Linked DNA regions of Capsicum annuum: region 1 is linked to region 2. The links are chromatin contacts, called in public Hi-C maps. All regions are on one chromosome and are shown on one strand. The core of a region is the stretch at or near the end of the contact, and the rest is flanking DNA. Distances in the headings are between cores, read along the strand shown.

Region 1 (3,713 bases), core at 127-2,626, 73 kb before region 2:
GACAAAAGAAGCAATCAAGGCTAAAATTGGACAAGAAGATGCAGAAAAACATGTTAATGAAGCTGTCTACTTTATTGGAATGGGTAAGTTTTCTTCTTTATTACGTTGCTCAGACTTTTCAAAAATACCGTCACGCGCATTCATATCAGATTCTCCAAAATTATCATTTTCGAAGAATTTAACATGCATCTAACGACATTCTTAAAGAATCCACTCAGCATAGATAACGACATAGTACTAGCATAACTTAGTGGGAAATAAGAAAAATTCGATGTTGTTGATGTTTATATCGATCGATCATAGTGATTTATTAGATCGAAAACAGAGGATCTTGAATACTACTTGAAATTAAGAAAAACAAAAAATTACGAACAAATTAAATAATCCCTTTTTATTTGCCTATCTTGGTAATGTATTTGCCAAAAAACGATATAACTCTGTTGCTCTGATGCCAAATTTTTGTAATTTTTTTTAGGTAGCAATGACTATGTCAATAACTTCTTGCAACCCTTCTTAGCTGCCGGACAACAATACACACATGACGAATTCGTAGAGCTTCTAGCATCAACCTTAGGCGAACAATTCACAGTAAGTTATACATAGTTCAATTCTGATAGCGAAATGAAAAAAAGGTCATATCTATCCCTGAACTGTTGAAAATGGTTCGTAAATACCCTCTGTTATACTTTTAAATTATTTATACCCCTGTCGTCTAATTTTAGGTACATATATACCTCCGAACTATTGAAAATGATATGTATATATACCCTTCAGTTAGACGGCGCACGCCACGTGTCCTCATTCGAAAGGAATTAACCCATTTTTCCTTAGCATTTTATCTCCTGACATACCAACGAAATGTTCTACGACCGGAGTTGGAAGCGAATTTCACCCATGCCTATTTCTTGGCAAACCAAAACCAATGCGGCCACAACATATTTTTTTAGGATGAGGACACGTGGGCGAAACTCACTTCCAATTCCGACCATTAGACATTTTCCCAGCAGGTCCGAAGATAAATTGCTAAGGTGAAATAAGTTAATTTATTTCGGATAAGGACCTGTGGCGCACGCCATCTAACTAAAGGGTATATATACACTATTTTCAGTAGTTTGAGGGTATATATGTACCCAAAATTAGACCACAAGCGTACACAAATAACCCAAAAGTAGAACAGAGTGCATTTACATACCATTTTCAATAGTTCGGGTATATATGACCTTTCTCTGATAACAAAATACTACATACATTAGTTATGCAAGATTTTATATCGGAAATCAAATGTTGTACGAGTAATGCAGAATGTGATAGTAAGTAGCTGTCTATAACACGTGTCTTTCCAGTACTGACTTACTGCATACCATTGTTGTACAAGTAATATAGAATGTGATAGGAAGTAGCTGTCTATAACATTCTTTCCTGTACTGACTTACTGTATACCATTGTTATTGGACTCACAACATTTTTTTTTTAAAAAAAAATAAAATTAGAGGCTTCATCAACTTGGAGCAAGAAAAATAGTGTTCCATGGACTTGGACCACTAGGTTGCATTCCATCACAAAGGGTGAAATCTACAAGAGGAATATGTTTGAAACAAGTCAATTTATGGGTACAACAATTCAATTCAAAAGTCAAGAAATTGGTTGACAATTTGAATAAGCATCTTCCATATGCACAAATGACATTTGCAGATACTTATCCATTAGTTCTAGACTTGATTGAGAACCCCAAAGCTTATGGTAAGTTCAATTTTCTCATAACTTAAATATATATATATATATATATATATATATTATTTGTTGTTTGTAAAATACTAAAAAATAGTAACAAGAGGTAGGGCACGCTACAATTAACATAACAATCAGCTAAAATTCAATAACTTCTTAAATATTTTTGAGTGAAGCATCTAATACTTCTAAATTATGACCAAATTTGCTACGACACACCTCATTCACGAGAATCCTATTACCCTCAAACTAAATTTTGACATATTTATGATCAAATTTGCTACGACACACCTCATTCACGGGGATCCTATTACCCTCGAACTAAATTTTGACATATTTTTGTCAGCTGAACTATGACCAAATTTACTATGAGCTGAACTATGACCAAATTTACTACGACACACCTCATTTATAGGGATCCTATTACCCCCCAACTAAATTTTAATATATTTTTGTTAGCCTTTTTAGCTGACGTGACACCTTTTGTCAACTTTTTCAGCTGACATGACACCTTTAATGGGGGTTCCATTTTATATAATAAAGGTATTACATCAGCACAAAAGGATGACAAAAATATGTCAAAATTGAGTTCCGAGGTAATAATACTCTTGTGAAGTTGGAATGTGTTGTAGCAGCTTTGATCATAGTTTGAAAATGTATAGGATGCTTATCTCTATAGTTTTCGTAGACAACTTATATTTTACAGGATGATCAACACGTAGTTGATTTCTGTCTCTTACCTTTCATGACCAATCGATGATGCCTCACATACATAGGTTCACATACATAGGTACCTAAACTTCAAAATCCTGAGACCATCATCCTAAAGTCCATTTCATAAAATTCAAATCTTAAATTAGCCTCGATTAGTTTGGTATTTTTCTTTACTTGGGACTTTTAAAGATTGAATTTTTTTGTTACTATTTTTGTCTTTAGGTTTCAAAATTTCCAATACATCATGTTGCAATGTGGACACAAGTGTTGGAGGGTTGTGTTTGCCAAACTCCAAGTTGTGCACAAATCGAACTGAATATGTATTTTGGGATGCATTTCATCCAACAGATGCAGCAAATGCTGTGCTTGCAGATCGAATTTTCGCCACTTTGTTTCATCAAACCACGTCAAGCCCTGCACCAGCACCAGCACCAACACGAGCACGGAAGTTTTTTTCAAGAAAACATAGAAATTGACTTGGAGGGTAAAAAAAAAGTAGACAAACGGGACCTATTATGAGACATACAATGTGTTACATAACGAGACATGTTATAGTGAAAAAAAAAGGATCATTCGAATTGTCATCAAGGTTGCTATTGCTATTTGATTCTATTGTAAATTGTTGTTTAATTACATTGTCTTAATATTTGTTGCGAGTCACTGAATTATTTATTAACATATTATGGTAAAATTTCACCAAAAATTAAATGTATCTTGAAACTGTTTCCCTATATTTGTTAATTTTGAAGCTAAACTTTCTAATATTAAGATGACATTTTAAACATTTTTTGTGTATGATTTGGTAACTTTTAAAAGATTATTTTGCCAAAACAAAGTTGTAATTTCTTTTAAGATGTGAAAGTAAGAAAGATTATTCAATTTATTATCAAAGGATGCAGTTGTTGCTTATTTTATTTCACGCAATTGGCAATTTTATTCCATTTTAGAAAATATTTGGGACAGTGGCAAAGACTTTTCAAAGCTAATTTAGATTTGAACTATGAAATTCTTAAATTATTAATGCACTTTAAACATGTAATTACTAAGTTAATTATCACTTTTGACGAAATAATTAGTCTTGTTAAATGTTAATTTATATAATCAGGAACAAGATATTACCATAATTATAATCGTTTTATGTTTCTACCAAAATAATCACTAATCTGAAAACATTATGCTTAACTTATACAAGAACAATATTATAAAGCTAAACAACAAAAATAAATTAAAATTTAAAAAAAAAAGGTAAAATAAAAGTAATTGCTCTCAGA
Region 2 (3,620 bases), core at 706-3,205:
CTTAACTTGAATAAGCTTGAACAATACTATAATTTGAACATGAAAAAAAATAAAAAACGAAAAACCTTTGATTTGGAAAAGTTGAACAAAAAAAATCAAAAAAATTGAAAAACCTATTTTGAGAGGAAAGATCTATCAAAGCAGAAAGTCCAAAGCCAAAGGTTTTTTTCAATGCGTATGCTTTAAAAGTCAGACTTGGAATATATTATTTATCTGTACTATATTAATGGGATAGGAATTCGTAGTGGGACGTTCTTTTCATAGATCCTTCGAGCGAGAAAGGTGTTGCGCCGGGGCCTCCTCAAGGTCATTCGGAACCACTTTAAGGCTGTTTATTGACCATAGCAACGCAATGTTCAGTGGTGGGGCAAAGCACTAGCGAGAAGCTTCCCTTGGGATTATTTTCCCAGGCAATTTGCCTTTTTTGCGCTTATACGCTTTTCTCTGTCTTTGATGTCAAGCCCAGTCCCAGTGACCCATTGGATTGGATTTCTCCCTTGGGTGGACTCCATATGGGGATAACTTGTAACTTGTAAAGTCCAGGAATGAATGCTTATTAAGGAATCGGTAAGCTGATGTGCCATTACTGGGTTTCATCCTATGGCAATTATGGACTCGGGAATGAACGAAGTCGCTTCACTTCAAAGTAGAGGTTTGTGGTAACGGTGGACTGACAAATCAGCTCCAAGGCCTGAGTGCCTAGGTTGCAGTGGTAAGAGTCGCTGCCGATGGAGTTCCAGCTGCCAGAGTCTTCGATAAGAAAGAGGCGTCTGAGTAAACAGAAGTGAGATCTTTCTAGTTCTTGAACTAGCCTTCCCCAGCTTGAAGGAAGTACAATATTAAAAACAATTAACTGTTGAATAACTTACAATTTGATAACCACAAGTAGATTTTACTTCAAGTATGCCGTAAAAAAAGGGGTTTCAAAAATGGAGTAAATAACGGCTTGTTAATGGGAGCATAAGGGAGTAAAAGACGGAAGGATGAAACCGGTTGTTACATGCATAATGTTGATGAGAAAGAAAATACCCAATAAAGGGATTTTTGTAATTATTATGGGATTTATGTAATTACTTTACCAATTGGGGATTTTTTGTAATTATTTAACTTAAATTTGTGTATATATATATGTAATTCTTAGATAAAATAATCATCATATACCACAGTGACTCATTTTGAGAAAATATAATTCTAAATTTGTAGCTAAAACAATTTCAAAGTTTAAATCATTTATATAAAAAAATTAATTTTCACCGGCAAGACATTAAATTTTGGATAACTTCAAATTAACTTCATATATTTGTTTGACTACATATTATGAACCAAATCTTAAAAATCCATCTTCAATTTTTTTTTTCAAGTTTGAGCCATTTTAAGAAGAGATTTAATTTTCACCCGAAAAACTTCAATTTTGGATCAAAATTAAAAAAAATCTAACTTCATATATTTGTTTGACCATATATTTTAAATCAGATTTTAAAATCAATCTTCAAAAAATTTTCAATGTTAAATCCAATTTTGGGAGAAATTTAATTTTCGCCCTCAATATTTCAAATCTGTATCAACTTTTAAAAGTTCACCTTCTTATATTTATTTGACCATATATTTTGAATCGTATTTTAAAGAGCTGTCTTAAAATCTTTTCAAGTTTATACTATTTTTGGGAAAAAATTCATTCAACCCACAAGACATCAAATTTAAAATTTAACTTCATGTATTTGTTTGACTACATATTTTGTATCATATTCTTAAAATCAGCCTTAATTTATTTTTTTAAAGTTTATACCATTTTTAGGAGAATTTTTTTTTTTCTATCCATATGACTTCAAATTTTGGATCAAATTTTAATTTAAAAATATTGATCTTCATATATTTGTTTGACCACATCTCTACCTTCATTTTTCTCGTTTTACTCAATATATTAGAGTATTATTATTAAAGCAAATTACATATTTGAGCAATCGGTCCATAAAAAAGCCCAAAAAATTCCAATCCAACCAAAAGAGTACTTACCAAAATCGCGCCAAATAGAGAGATTTTGCAAAATCCAATATTGCTCACCTTTATAGTTAGTTATCTTAGAACCAAAAATTTTCTCACAAAAAAAAAAAACAGTATTCAAAAAGGTACAATTCTTCTTCTTCTTCTTCTTACTCTCACTCTTCACATTTTTTATGTGCATTTGATTCTATATACATACAATTCAAAATTCATCTTTTGTGTTTATTCAAACCCTAGAAAAAGCGATTTTTTTGTTTGATTTTTGTAGAAAGAAATGGTTATGGATGTTAACAAAGAAATGAATGCTGCATTTGCGAAGGCGGAGAAGGAGATGGATGAGGTTGACGAAATGCTGGTGGGTCGACGATTTACGAAAGCGAATAGCAAGCGTGGAAGTGGAATTAACCAGGTGTTGAAGTGAGTTTTTTTTTTTTTTATGTGTTGAATTTTGAATTTGCTTCTTTACGTTCGCGAGGTAGTGGTAAGGCGTGCGTACAATCTACCATTCCTGGACGTAACTTGTGGATTTTTTTTTTTTATAACCGTGGTGTCCGAGCCAGCAACTTGTGGAATTTTACTGGCGTTGTTGTTGTTGTTGTATTGAATTTTGAATTTGCTTCTTTACGATTCGCTAGGTAGTGGTAAGGTGTGTGTACAATCTACCATTCCTAGATGTTACTTGTGGAATTTTACTGTTGTTGTTGTTGTATTGAATTTTGCCTCTCAAATTCGACGAGTTAGTGGTAAGGTTTGCGTACACTTTATTAGACGTTACACTGGGTATGTGGTTGTTATTGTTTTGAATTTTGAATTTGCCTCTCGACCTCCACGAGGTAGTGGTAAGACATACCTTGTGGAGGTCAAGACGCAAATTCAAAACTAAAAACTCAATACAACAACAACATATCCAGTAAAACCCCACAAGTAACGTCTGGGGATGGTAGATTGTACACACACCTTACCACTATCTTGTGAAGTAAAGAAGCAAATTCAAAATTCAACACAACAACAACAACGCTAGTGGATTCCCACACGTAACGTCTAGTAGAGTGTACACAGACCTTATCACTACCTCGTGCAGATCGAAAGGCAAATTCAAAATTCAATACAACAACAACAATAACATACCCAGTGAAATCTCACACGTAATATCCAGTAAAGTGTACACAGACCTTACCACTACCTCGTGGAGGTCGAGAGGCAAATTCAAAATTCAAAACAACAACAACAGTAACATACCAAGTGAAATCTCACATGTAGCATGTATACAGACCTTACCACTACCTCCACAAGGTAGTGGTAAGGTGTGCGTACACTCTACCATCCCTAGACTTTACTTGTGGGATTTCACTGGTGTTGTTGTTGTTGTATTGAATTTTGAATTTGCCTCTTGACCTCCACGAGGTATTGGTAAGGTGTGCATACAATTCCTAGATGTTACTTGTGGAATTTCATTGGCGTTATTGTTGTTGCAATAAGTTTTGAATTTGCTTCTCTACCTCAACGAGGTAGTGGTAAGGTCTGCACACACTTTACTAGACCTTACATGTGGGATTTCAGTGGGTATGTTGTTGTTTTGTAGTTTTATTGTAATACATTGAATTTAAATTTGCTATTTG

What was found. A called contact is a pair of places that touch in the nucleus more often than the background predicts.
Region 1: a Hi-C map of leaf shows a contact between it and region 2, with 3 times the contacts expected there. The contact joins the enhancer-like site here to the promoter of LOC107870504 in region 2. A contact is called at or near these places in 3 of 5 Hi-C or Micro-C datasets (bud, leaf and placenta).

What each region holds. Positions count from the first base shown.
Region 1 is chr12:4,068,509-4,072,221 of UCD10Xv1.1, reverse strand. LOC107872365 (GDSL esterase/lipase At5g37690) reads left to right here. Exons shown (of 5, transcript XM_016719105.2): 3 at 1-83; 4 at 476-588; 5 at 2,665-3,107. The coding sequence ends at 2,961. Among protein-coding and RNA genes, the nearest start is that of LOC107872365, 4.3 kb to the left of the region's middle. Within about 2 kb of position 1,376, at least 5 of the 5 cell types and tissues checked have an H3K27ac peak or open chromatin away from gene starts, as enhancers often do. A contact at or near this core is called in bud and leaf, where this site is marked.
Region 2 is chr12:3,996,579-4,000,198 of UCD10Xv1.1, reverse strand. It overlaps LOC107870504, which reads left to right and starts at 1,955. Exons shown (of 10, transcript XM_016717059.2): 1 at 1,955-2,126; 2 at 2,270-2,418. The coding sequence starts at 2,276.